Linked DNA regions of Sus scrofa: region 1 is linked to region 2. A link is a contact called in public promoter capture Hi-C data. All regions are on one chromosome and are shown on one strand. Each heading gives the region's core, a stretch centred on a gene start, on an enhancer-like site or on the middle of the called end of the contact. The rest is flanking DNA. Distances are from core to core; before and after follow the strand shown.

Region 1 (6,512 bases), core at 1,951-4,450, 510 kb after region 2:
CCAGTCGGATTCGTTTCTGCTTTGCCATGACAGGAACTCCTCTGCCAACTTTTCTTATTAAAATACTTCTTTCACATCAGTGAGGCACCCGCCAAACTCTGCGGGATTATCTCCTGCCTCTCCGTCAGGAACTCTAGTCCTGTATCACTGCCTATGATTCTCTAGTTTGAGAGCCACTTCTGAGCCACCCTGCCCCTCCCTTAACTTTCCACCTCCCTTTCCAGCCCCAGAGCACGTGCCTCCTCGCCCTTCTCCAAATACAGAAGCAGAGAGTCTGATGCCACAAGAGCCCTAGAGCATCCAACCCAGACACGGCTGCCCAAGATGCTCATCACCCCGTTTCCTTGGTGAAGCCGTTTCCTGACTCTCTAACACTGAGTATACAAGGGCAGGCCCCTCAGTACCAGAAGCGACCACTCAGGGCTCACGCTGTTTCGCACTGAGAAGTTGTAGGGCACAGTTTAGTGAAATCGGGCTCTGGCGACAGACAGTCTGTGCAGCTCGGCACTCAGCACGTGCACTTAGGCTTTGTCACTTAGCCTTTCTGTGCTGCTTCCTCACCTGAAAGATGAGGAAAACAATAGAACCTACTTCATGGGGTTACTGCGAAGGGCACACACTGATCATACATCTAGTTGCTATTTTAATTATAATCGACAGTGGTGTTATTATTTTAGGCCTTGTAAGTTCTGGGGATAAACTCTACAAAATAACATGTCCCTAGCCCCAAAGAATCAAAGAAACCCCTTGGGCGCGCTCTTTACAGAGAGAATGACAAAACATTACCCCTCTTCGGGGACCGCTTTATCCAGCCAGTCCCACCCAGTAGGAGGTCATTTCGGCAGGTGGCCCATACCTGTTCTCATAGATGTCCTGGATCTCATACACCTTTTGGTCAATGACATCGCTGGACACGCGACTGGCCTGTAGTTCATACACCTTCTGGTCAATCAAGTCCGACACAGTTTTGTGGAAATACTGGATGAAGTTTTTGATCACCTCGGGAATCACCTGATAGGTCTGCTGCTCATACTGACGTTCATAAGCCAGATCCTGCTTCGGATCGCCTAGAGGTGGGATATGACATCTCAAATCCACATGTGTAACAAAAGGGCAAGGCCTCCCACCCCCTAAACTAAAGTCTATACAATTGGGTATTATTCCTTTTGTGGGGAGGGGGGGAGGCATGCAGAAGTTCCCACAGCAATCCAGTGACCAGAGCCACAGCAGTGGCATCAGATCCTTAACCCGCTGAGCCACAAGGGAACTCCCATTCCCTTTTAAACACCCAGAAATATAAATTCTCTTTATGTCACTCTCAATCGCCACTGGCCTGTTTCTTTCATTTTGTTTTGTTTTGTCTTTTTGCCGTTTCTTGGGCCGCTCCCATGGCATATGGAGGTTCCCAGGCTAGGGGTCGAATTGGAGCTATAGCCGCCAGTCTACCCAGAGCCACAGCAATGCGGGATCCGAGCTGCGTCTGCGACCTACACCACAGCTCATGGCAAAGCCGGATCGTTAACCCACTGAGCAAGGGCAGGGATCAAACCCGCAACCTCATGGTTCCTAGTCGGATTCGCTAACCACTGCGCCACAACGGGAACTCCCTGGCCTGTTTCTTCAGAACCTTTCCTGCTACCTAAAGTTACTTATTTACTTATTGTTTCCCCCACTAGAACCTCAACCCTATAGGAGCAAGAACCTTGTCTGTCTTGTACCCAGGTGTATGAGACAGGTGCCTCTAGACGAGAAAGAGTTCTCCGTGCGTGTGGGAGGTAGGGGGAAAACTGTGAAAAGAAGGAATTTAGTAGTAGGCACTTGATTTTTTTGAGCGAATGACTGCTGTTTTCTACATATATGACTTGATGCAAGTAACTAAATTTCTCTGTGCTGTTTTTTCACCTAGAAAATGGAAACATTAATTTATGTATTTATAGAACTGCTGTAAGGACTAAATGAAATACTTCACACAAAGTATCCAGGACAACACACGGCACGTACAAAGGGCTAAGTCAAACCAAGTCATCGTAACAACCCAGGAAACCTCAAAAACCTTCCAAAAAGGTTTCATCTGGACTTGGTTTGAATCACTTTTAACTTTTCACAAGATGTCTTCTTCTGGAATTTCCCTGCGGTGCAGTGGATTAAGGATCTGATGTTGTCACTGCAGTAGCTCAGGTCGATGCTGTGGTGAGGGTTCAGTTTCTGGCCCAGTAATCCCCACGTGCCACAGGGGCAGCCCCCCCCCCAAAAGGCTTTTTTCTTCAGCTAATAGTTTAAACAGCTGAGACAGTAATCCTTCCCTTCTGAGACTTTGAGATGGACCATGAAAAAGGCCTGGTTTAATAGGCTATATACCACCCTCCCTTTGAGAGTTAGTAACTTGACTCCAAACCTGGACTATCAAGACGTAGTCTTAAACAGGTGCCCGGCAAAGCTGTTCTGAGACATTCAAAAGGGTGCCAATCCCTAGAAGTACCCAGCTAGCCAGACAAACTGTAGACTCACCTGTGTGCATATCATAGTCGCCCGGGTAAGCATAGGGATCATAAGCAGTCTGTTAACGAAAGAGACAAACAAGACCGTCACCAATTCGTGAATCCAAAATGCTCCTCCTGGGTTCTAAGGATACAAAGGGGGTAAGACGCAGTCCCTGCCTTGGAGGAACTCACATCCCTATGAGAAAAGGGAGAATAAACAGACAACGACAATACCGCGTTGCAGCTGCAATGAGATACAGCAAAGCACAGAAGCTGTGGGAATCGACGAGGTTTGGCAGGACTAAGGCCAGGGCCTAAGAAATCAGAGTTCAATTACAGAAACACAGAACCCTATGACCAGCCTCCGTTCTTGGGCTTCGGAAAGAAAAGGAAAAGAAAACGAGACACGCGAGGTGGGCGGGCTGAGACCAGGCTGATGAGGAGCCGGGAGGGTAGGGTGGCAGCAGTGAGAGCAGTGCTGGCAGAGAGGCCGGCTGGGGCTGGTCGCGGCCCACGGGGGCTCCTAGAGACCCAGACACTGTCCCCCCGCGGGGCCCAACACCCAAAGAGCCCTGTCCATGTTGCGGCGCCCAGAACACGCCTAGGGGCAGCTTACCTCCGACTCATAATCATCAGCGGGATAAGACATGGCTGCGGCGCTCCGAGGCCCAGGAGGAAAGAGCGGAAAAAGCGCACCTCGCCTGCGTCTGGACGCCGGAAGTCCAGCCCATCTCGAGTTGGCTGGGAAACCAGAAGCTCTTCCGGGGCCTTCGGCAACCTGAGGCAGCCATGCTGGGAAGGGCGAATGAGATTAAACACATTATTCCTCTATCTTCAAATAGAGACTCTACAAAGAAGATGACTCAATAGTACTTGAAAACATTCAGAAATAAGGACATGAAATATTTCAGCGTAATAAAGGTTGGGCAAAGTAAGAGAAGCTACAAAATGATGCCACACAAAAGATGGCTGACAGCTCCCGCGGGCGGACCTCTCGCGTGAAGGGAAATTCCGACATGGGGTGGGGGGGGGCTGAATGTGGATTTAGGTGTTAAGCGAGTTGCCTGTAGCGAAAAATGTCTTCAAACGTTTCGACCTCAACAATATAAAGTTACTGGATGTAAAAGTTGAGACTTGGGCGTTGAGAGGGCGTTGAGAAAAGGCGCTTCCCAACTTTGGACATTAAGGTTGCAACAGGCAAAGGTGAAGCCAGCTGCGGTGTGAGGCCGTTGTCGTGGGACCTACCCACGCTTACAGCATGAACTCTCACGCTGTGGGTGGAGTTGGACTCCTGGGGATGACCTAGAGTTAGGGACCGGGTTGTAAAACAAAGCGATACAAGCCAATATGTGGGTCCAGAGCCTTAGGTTAGCCATTTAGAATGGCAATGCCTGGCCCCAGCTTCTCATGTCGCATTTTTGCTTTGAGTTTACTCCTTTGTCTGTAAACCGAGCGGTGATACCATCGTAGGACTAAGCTAAAAGGCTCATGGAGTCCCCGGGACTCTTCGTTGGCTCAAGGAGAGTGCTAATATAGTTACAGGGTTTTTGTGAAATTTGCAAAAGTAATATTTCTACTGCAATTCCTTAGAACCGTTTTCTATTTCAATTTCTCCTGTCACACTTAACCCCTGTGTCTAGTGGCGTTTGGGATTTCAGAGACATTCCTACTGGGAACATTTGAGTTTAGTAAGATATGCTTATGTGATACTCTTCTGGGAATAGTTACTGCCTTCAGTGTATAAGATACAGCTACCACGGGCTGTGGATCAATGGGTGTCTTCAATGAAATATGTATTTAAGGTTAATCAGGGCACTAGAAAGGTTGAAATTAACTGAAAACTTACAGTTAATATAGGAAAAAAGTTTGATACTGGTTGCCCTCAACTTTGACAACTCTCAAAATGTTCATGGCATTACTAAAAAAAGAATTGTGAAGTCAGGAGGAATTTTTCCAAATTATCAATAATAAAATTTTGTGGGAATATAAATTGGTGCAACCACTGTGGAAAACAGTATGAAGATTCCTCAGAAAGCTAAATATAGAATTACCATTTGATCCAGCAATCCACTCCTGGGCATCTATCCAGAGAAAACCATGACTTGAAAAGATACATGAACTCCAATGTTCACTGCAGCACTATATACCATAGCCAAGACATGGAAGCAGCCTAAATATCCATGGACAGAGGAGTGGATAAAGAAGACGTGGTACATATACACAATGGAATATTACTCAGCTGTTAAAAGTAAAGAAATAATGGCATTTGAAGTAACATAGATGGACCTAGAAATTGTCATGCTAAGGGAAGTTAGACAGTGAGACACCAACACCGTATGCTATCACTTACACGTAGAATCTGAAAAAAGGACACAATGGGAGATCCCATCCTGACACAGCTGTGTAGGCCAGCATCTACAGCTCGGATTAGACCCCTAGCCTGGGAATCTCCATATGCTGTGGCACAGCCCTAAAAAGGACAAAAAATAAAAAATAAAAAAAGGACACAATGAACTTCTTTGCAGAACAGATACCGACTCACAGACTTTGAAAACTTACGTTTTCCAAATGAGACAGGTTGGGGGGTGGGGGGATATGCTGAGGATTTGGGATGGAAATGCTATAAAATTGGGTTGTAATGGTCATTGTACAACTATAAATGTAATAAAATTCATTGAGCAATAAAAAATTTGGAGTTCCCGTCGTGGCTCAGCGGTTAACCAACCCTGAGGTCTCGGGTTTGATCCCTGGCCTTACTCAGTGGGTTAAGGATCTGATGTTGCTGTGAGCTGTGGTGTAGGTTGCAGATGTGGCTCAGATCCAGCGTTGCTGCGGCTATGGCATAGGCCGGCGGCTGTAGCTCCAATTTGACCCTTAGCCTGGGAACTTCCCAGGCTAAGGGCTGTGGATGTGGCCCTAAAAAGACATAAATAAATAAATCACTTGATCTATGCTAAAGGAAAGACTAAATTTTCTTTCCATTCTCATTGAGGAAGATGATACAAAATTGTTGTTATATTAAGAGGTAGTCAGAGTTTATCCAACCTAAAAAAGAAAAAAATACGGTGATGTTTCAGAAAATTAATAAATGTACTTCTGGATTTCGTGATGTTTGCACTGTCAGCTTTTTAAGATTGCATGAGTTCCCTTGTGGTGCAGTATGTAAAGGATACATCGTTGTTCCTGCTGTGGCTCAGGTAGCTGCTGTGGCTCGGGTTCCATCCCTGACCAGGGAACTTCCACCTGCAGCAGGCGTGGCCAGAAAAGAAAAAAGAAAAATTACAAATTGCAATTTGTAATTGCAAGATTTCTCCCACAGTGAGTTAATGATTTCTTGTTCTAAATATTTTCCTTCCTAACCTAGTTTTGGTTTTGCAATTTTCTGTTCTTTATTCTTCATATAAGCTTCAGTTACCAGAAACATGGATCCCTTGTTTACACCCATCTACCATGTATTTTATTTGTTTATTTAGGACTTTCCACCTTTTCCAGAATGAGTAACCTAACTTAGAGAATAGTGAAGACTCTGAAAGGACCTTCTTCTCTGGCTACTCTTTCTTACTTTCCTTTGTTTTTTATTTTGTTGTCCCCCCTCCCCCCCCTTTTTTGGCTGCCCGGTGGCACATCTTATGGAATTCCTGGGCCAGGGATCAGATTGAAACCACGGTTGCAACCTTGGAGGCAGCAGCAGCAATGCTGCATCCTTTCACCCACTGTGTGGGGCCGGGGATCAAGCCTGCATCCTGGCATTGCAGAGATGCTGCTGATCCTGTTGCATCACAGCAGGGACTCTACTTTCCTCTGTGGATTCCTCCTCATCTCTCCAATCACTAAATAGTGGACTGGCCTCCTCCCAGGCCTTGGTCCTTGGCTCTCTTTGTTTACCTTCTCTCGCTGGGGGGCTTATCCAGTCCAATAGGTTTCAACATCGTCCATATGCTCTTGACTCCCGAACTTTCTATCTGCATCCCAGACCCCACCATGAAGTGGGCTAACGGCCTACGTGAGTACCTGGATGTCTACTCGGCGCCT
Region 2 (6,753 bases), core at 1,162-3,661:
TTGATCCCCTGCCTTGCTCTGTGGGTTAAGGATCTGGCGTTGCCGTGAGCTGTGATGTAGGTTGCAGACACGGCTCAGATCCTGCGTTGCTGTGGCTCTGGCATAGGCCGGCGGCTATGGCTCCCATTCGACCCCTAGCCTGGGAACCTCCATATGCCACAGGAGCGGCCCAAGAAATGCAAAAAAGACAACAAAAGCAAAAAAAACCCCCACATAAGGGAACCCTCCCGCACTGTTGGTGGGAATGTAAACTGGTACAGCCACTATGGAGAACAGTTTGGAGATACCTTAGAAATCTATACATAGAACTTCCATATGACCCTGCCATCCCACTCTTGGGCATATATCCGGACAAAACTCTACTCAAAAGAGACACGTGCACCCGCATGTTCATTGCAGCACTATTCACAATAGCCAGGACATGGAAACAATCCAAATGTCCATCGACAGATGATTGGATTCGGAAGATGTGGTATACATATACACAATGGAATACTACTCAGCCATAAAAAAGAATGATGACATAATGCCATTTGCAGCAACATGGATGGAACTAGAGACTCTCACACTGAGTGAAATGAGCCAGAAAGACAAAGACAAATACCATATGATATCACTTATAACTGGAATCTAATATCCAGCACAAATGAACATCTCCTCAGAAAAGAAAATCATGGACTTGGAGAAGAGACTTGTGGTTGCCTGATGGGAGGGGGAGGGAGTGGGAGGGATCGGGAGCTTGCGCTTATTAGACACAACTTAGATTTACCAGGAGATCCTGATGAATAGCATTGAGAACTTTGTCTAGATACTAATGTTGCAACAGAACAAAGGATGGGGAAAAAAAATGTAATGTATACATGTAAGGATAACTTGACCCCCTTGCTGTACAGTGGGAAAATAAAAAAAAGAAACTTAAAAAAAAAAAAAAACCACCCACATTTATTATCTCCCCACTAGCGTAATCTCCACAGATGTAGGTACTTATTGCTTGTTCACAGCTGTGCCAAAGTGCTTAGCACAATGCTTGGATCATTAGGCCTTCAACCCTTGTCCAAAGAATCGGGGATTGTCCATCCTGTCTATGGGCTGACAGACATCTGCTCAGCCTGTCATGACGCTCCTTTCCCTATGCTACTTTTCTAGTAATTTAGGAAACAGCAGGGCCAGAGTAGGAGACACCACTGGGCCCCCACAGTGAGAGACCTCAAACTTCTTCCCTTTTATCCATTTATAGAAATAGAAGAGACTCAAGAGCTGCTCACCAGGGGTCCTAGCAACTGGACAATTCTGAGACGTTGCCTGGCCAAGCTTTTAAGACTTTAAAAGTGCAGTTGAAGGAAGAAGGAAGCAGGGAGGGAGGGAGAAAAAAGTCAGTTTAGAAGGAACTGAGAAATGAGGGCAGCCTAACCTAGTTAAAAACATGTGCTTACGCCTTCACCTTTTCAGCGTCTGAAGACCACCGCTTTTAAGCCTTTTGTCTCCGGAGAGCGCTAAGGGCCTGGCACGAGGCGGTGCCATGTAATGGCGGCCGAGACGCTTCAGCGTCTACCTTAAGAGAGGCTCCACCCACATTTTGGCTCTTTGTTAGCCAATTGTGCTCAACCGAGGGCAGTGCAAATATTCTGTTCAGAAAATGCACTCCGGTGTGAACGAAGCGTAGCAGAGAGAGATCCAACTTAACAGGGACCTCGCCGCCTGACTAATCCCCCAAAGAACGGACAAGCCGCATCCATCATGGCCGCCGGCAACAGCGCAGCGAGGCAACGGAAAAGAAATGGCGCCCGGCCGCGCGGCCAGTCTCGCCAGGCCCAGGGCAGCGGGGCCAGAGGGCGGGAAGGGCCGTCTAGGAGCGCTAGCCAGGGGCCCTGACCACACTTCTGGGCTTTTGGCACCTGGAGACCCTGAAACTTGAAGCCTGCAATATGGAGGACAGTTATTGTCTCTGCAGAGCAACTTGCACAAGCAGGCCCGGGTTCCGTCCCGTGTCGGAACCCGGCAAAATCCTCTATTCTCCAAACAGAATGCGTTACGCACACTGCGCATCTTCGCAATAGTGGGCCGGCTAACGACGCAAAGAATGTTACGTCGCACCGGAGGCTCTCCCCCTCCACTCCCTACCTCTAGTTCTGGCTCAGGTGGCGCGAGAACTCTACTCCCTTTCCGTACTTTGTTTTTCTGCTACCGACCGCAAAACGCATCCATCTCCGCAACTGACGTAAAATCTTCCAAGAATACCCACAGTACTCCGCGAAGCCCTCTGGCTCTTCCGAGGCGCTGTTTACGTATCGTCTCCGACGTACGTAGCGTTAAGCTGGAGCAGTCTCAGCGCCGGCCGCCATTTTGTGCAGTCGCTGGGAAGGAGGGAGACGCCTAAACCGCGGCACTGCCGGGTTTGAGCGTAGCCAAACCTACCCGCTGCTTTCATAACCCCGATTCTCTGTGTTTTGCTCCCGTCTCCGACGAGAGAGGCGGCGACGGTGGCGTCTGCGACGGGAGACAGCGCGTCGGAGCGAGAGAGCGCCGCGCCTGCCGCCGCCCCAACAGCGGAGGCGCCGCCGCCATCGGTCGTCACCAGACCGGAGCCGCAGGCCCTCCCGAGCCCGGCCATCCGTGCCCCGCTCCCAGATCTCTATCCATTTGGGACCATGCGCGGAGGCGGCTTTGGGGACCGGGACCGGGATCGTGACCGTGGAGGGTAAGCGGGAGTTGGAGGAGAGGAAAGGCCTTGTGTGCGCGGGGGGTGGGGAGGGGGTTGTCTCCTGAGGAGACCGCCGCCTGCGGTCGAGCGGAAGACTTTTGAGCTGATCGCAGGCCTGGGAGCCACGCTCCCAACTCTGGGAGGCGAGGCAACCCGGGACATAATAGCGGTTTAAAGCGTGGGCCCGACCCTGGGCCCCGGGGTGACCTGGCAGGGGGGGCGGCGGCTCGGCGACGCCCCAGCCCCTGCTCCTGTACGGTCGTCGTGGCGCGGCCTGGCCGCCGCAGACCCAGCCCAGGCCTCCCTGGTTTCTCGGTTTCGAGCCCTGCCGATTTAGGCAGGTCATTCGATCTCTCCAGGCCTCAGTGTTCATCCGTGAAACTCGGATGTTCTTGCTGAGAGAAGAGGATGAGGTCTCCGAGTGCAGCCTAGGCAAATCTTTTAACACGAAATGGCTTCCGTGTTACTGCGATTGGAAACTTGGTTTGAAACCAGAGACTAAGAGGCTGACTTGTAGCGTTTAAAGTATTTTAAAATTGCCTTTAGTCGTTTTTTAAAATAATTCGAAGGAAGCACATTGGAATGCAAAATGGTGGAATTATTTGCCATCTTCATGGTCGTGTTTGGGGAGGGAGTTTTGTTTGGCAGTTATTAAAGTTTTTTTTTTTTTTTTTTTTTTTTAATGTTTCGGCCTTTTCCCCCTCTAATTGGACTGAAGCATTAACTTCTCGCCCTAGCTTGAGAGCTTTTGATGTATAAATGCCACGGTTACTAGGTTGGAAGTTAACAGGATTAAACCTGGAGTCCTCCCAGATACTGAGATTCAAATCTTAAAGCCCCTGTTTAAAAAGTTGCTTAAGAGGTCCGTGTGTATTTGGGCTGTTTACTTTTTTGTAATTAAAGTTTTATCTCTGGATAAAAAGTTTATGGGACCCAGTCACCTCTTAATATGTATGTGTGTGTGACCTTGGGCAGGATCCTGAACCTTTGTGAGTCTGTTTTCTCTTCTGAAGATGGAGGTGGTAACTGCCTTTACTTCGCATTGTTCTCAATTGAAATACCATGCGATGGTCCCTGTAGTAGGCATTCTGTTAATGCTGTTTTCTCCAAACGTTTTTGTTTTTTGTGGTTCAGATAACACAAGTACCAGACCTGCTAGTCATAAGCTCCTTAATTACCACTTCATTTACTAAATAAAAAGGGTTGTTTTGATTTATACCTTGTTAGGAAAGAAAATACTTGATTTTAGTATTAAGTTCGGAGGGCTGTAGATGGAATGTTCGCTTAGTGTTTCTCAGTATAGCTAAACCGAAGTGAATTTCAGTAAACCGCTTAGGAAAAAGAACTTAATATTAACCTAGTAAAATGAAAATAACCCCAAACTCTTCTCATAAGGTTTATACCCCAGACTTTTAGGTCTAGAGAAGTCTTGGTGCATGTACCCGGTATCCATGTTTGTAACAGCATTGTCCATGAGAGAATATTAGAAACAGCTTAAATGACTGGTTAAATAGACGGTGTTCTTACAGTAGAATACAATACAGCGGTGAAAAAGAAAAACTTGCATTCACAAACCTAAAATAAAGTTAAAAAGGCAAGTTATGCTAAAAGAGTAACGCGAGGGTACTCACAGATAAAACAAGGGAATGGTTAAAATTTCAGGTGGTATTTATTATGATGGGAATTGTAAACTTGAAATAGGCACATGGAGGGTACCGAGGTACTGGTAATACTGTTTCTTTACCATGGGTGTTTGGTTTAATATTTTACTGTATATATGTTTTAATAATAAAAATTCATTATTTGGAAAGAGCAGAAAGTAAATTACTGATCCATACTTAGTTTAACCCATATTGACCCAAAGTTTCAGGTGACACTAAGAAAAAAGACGAAAAATAAATTAAAAAACTCATTCATAAGGTCTTTGCTCTGACTTTACTTCTACTATGAAATTTCCTTTGTTATTTCAGTTGCTCTTGTTCTTAACTTAAACAGACCTGACATGGCATCTTCTAGGAGCTACATCAATTTATATAACTAGGCAGCCAATGTCTGAAAATTGGTTGTTAGTCATTTTTATTCTTTGCAAGACTGACAGTCTAAAGACTTGGCTTTTTATTGTAGAGTACCTTATTTAGAATTGTGCTCCTTAATTTGCAAGTGAGGAGGAAGGGTCTATCCCTGTAGTCTTAGGTCTGTAGAGTCTTAAACCTGAAGGCATATAGAAGATTTTGATCAGCAGTAGTATAAATGGAATCACCCAAGTTCCGCATTTTGAAGGTAAATGTTTAATAGTCCCAGTAAAACCAGTCTTTGTATGTTTGTATTTAGAGAAATGTTTAGGTTGGTTTTTAAGCCAAAGATTAGCAGGCAAAAGGAGTATTCATCACAGAATAAAGGGGTGAGGAGTTCAAGAAGCTGTTCATTTTCGGGTAACTTGCTTGACCTTTTTCTACCTGTCCACAATTTTGCCTTAATTACTACATGAGAGTAGAGACTTCTGTTTACATTAGTATCTCTGGCACAACTTAAAACAGTACATGATACACAGTAACTATTGGTTGAATGAATAAAATTATGTTAGCTTGTATGAGTGTTTACTATGCCAGGTACTGTTGTAATCACTTTACACACAAGCCTTTTTTGGTCGGGGCTGGTAGTATCTTAAGAATCCCATCTTTGCATGTTTTTATGGTACCTAAGGTATTTTGCTGTTTTGTTGTTTCTAGATTTGGAGCAAGAGGTGGTGGCGGCCTTCCCCCAAAGAAATTTGGTAATCCTGGGGAGCGTTTACGTAAAAAGAAGTGGGATTTGAGTGAGCTCCCTAAGTTTGAGAAGAATTTTTATGTTGAACATCCAGAAGTGGCAAGGTTGACTCCGGTAAGCTTTGGGGAGGGGGTTATTTATTTACCTTTTTTTCATATGTAATAATAAACCTAGTAGATATATTAGCCAGAGTTTACTCATATACAGCTGTTGCTGTTACATGGTGGCCTTTTTAATGGCCACACCTGCAGCATGTGGAAGTTCCTAGGCTAGGTGTCAGATGAGAGCTGCATTTGTGACCTTTGCTGTAGCTTGTGGCAATGTTAGATCCTTAACCCCCAGAGTGAGGACAGGGATCAAACCCACATCCTCAGAGACAGCATGGGGTTCTTAACCCTCTGAGCCTTGATGGGAACTCCACTGTTAACATGTTTTATTCTAGTGTGGTACTTTGGTTCTTGTTAAGATTGCTGATGGTCATAAGGGAAACCAGTAAGACCCAGTTACTTGGTTCTCATTTGTTATATTTCTCAATCAGTTTATTATGTGATTTTTAACTGTATGCATGTAGTATCATGCATTTTCATCTATGAAGTAAATTTAAATAAATTAAAAATACTATTTTTTATTCCTGTTTGTGTTTTTAATCTCATGATTGTTTTGGGTTCTACCCATGACATGGTGACTTGTTCAGAAAACAGTGTAAGGCGGAGTCTCCTTGTGCATTGGGTTAAGGATCCTGCTTTGTCACCGCAGTGGCTCAGGCTCAGTCCCTGGCCTGGGAACTTCCACATGCCACAGAAAATGTTCCATAGTTTTTTCCCTCTTCCCATTTCTTGCCTTGGGCAATTTACTCATCTCCTGAGTAACTCTTCTCACATGGAAAATGAAGCGTGTTGTTTTTTTTTTTTTTCCCAAAGGGCCATGCCCTTGGCATATGGAAGTTCCCAGGCTAAGTAAGGGTCAAATTGGAGCTACAGCTGCTGGCCTCTGCCACAGCAACTCAGGATCTGAACCATGTCTGACCTACACCACAGCTCACAGCAACACTGGCTCCCCAACCCACTGAGCGAGGCCAGGATTGAACCCGCATCCTTGTGGGTGCTGGTTGGATTCATTTCCACTGGGCCACAGCGGGAACTCCGAAAATGAAACTCCTATTACCTGCTTCATTGACTCACAAAGTTGGATGAAGTTGAACATACACAAAACATATGCTATAAGAAGTTTACTACATTTATTTTCCATTGTAATTGTGAATTTGATGATAGTTGTTCTGTGTTGGA

Evidence for each region. Promoter capture Hi-C pulls out the DNA fragments that hold promoters and counts their contacts.
Region 1: a contact with region 2 is called in a promoter capture Hi-C map of liver, with 2.8 times the contacts expected there. The contact joins the promoter of EIF3L here to the promoter of DDX17 in region 2. A contact is called at or near these places in 1 of 5 promoter capture datasets (liver) and 1 of 2 datasets of contacts at active chromatin or transcription factors (skeletal muscle).

What each region holds. Positions count from the first base shown.
Region 1 is chr5:9,992,865-9,999,376 of Sscrofa11.1, forward strand. EIF3L (eukaryotic translation initiation factor 3 subunit L) reads right to left here and starts at 3,201. Exons shown (of 13, transcript NM_001244086.1): 1 at 3,097-3,201; 2 at 2,509-2,557; 3 at 857-1,067. The coding sequence starts at 3,129.
Region 2 is chr5:9,483,381-9,490,133 of Sscrofa11.1, forward strand. DDX17 (probable ATP-dependent RNA helicase DDX17) reads left to right here and starts at 2,412. Exons shown (of 13, transcript XM_021091487.1): 1 at 2,412-2,698; 2 at 5,431-5,581. The coding sequence starts at 2,412. LOC110260646 (a long non-coding RNA gene) reads right to left here and starts at 2,272. Exons shown (of 3, transcript XR_002343895.1): 1 at 2,122-2,272.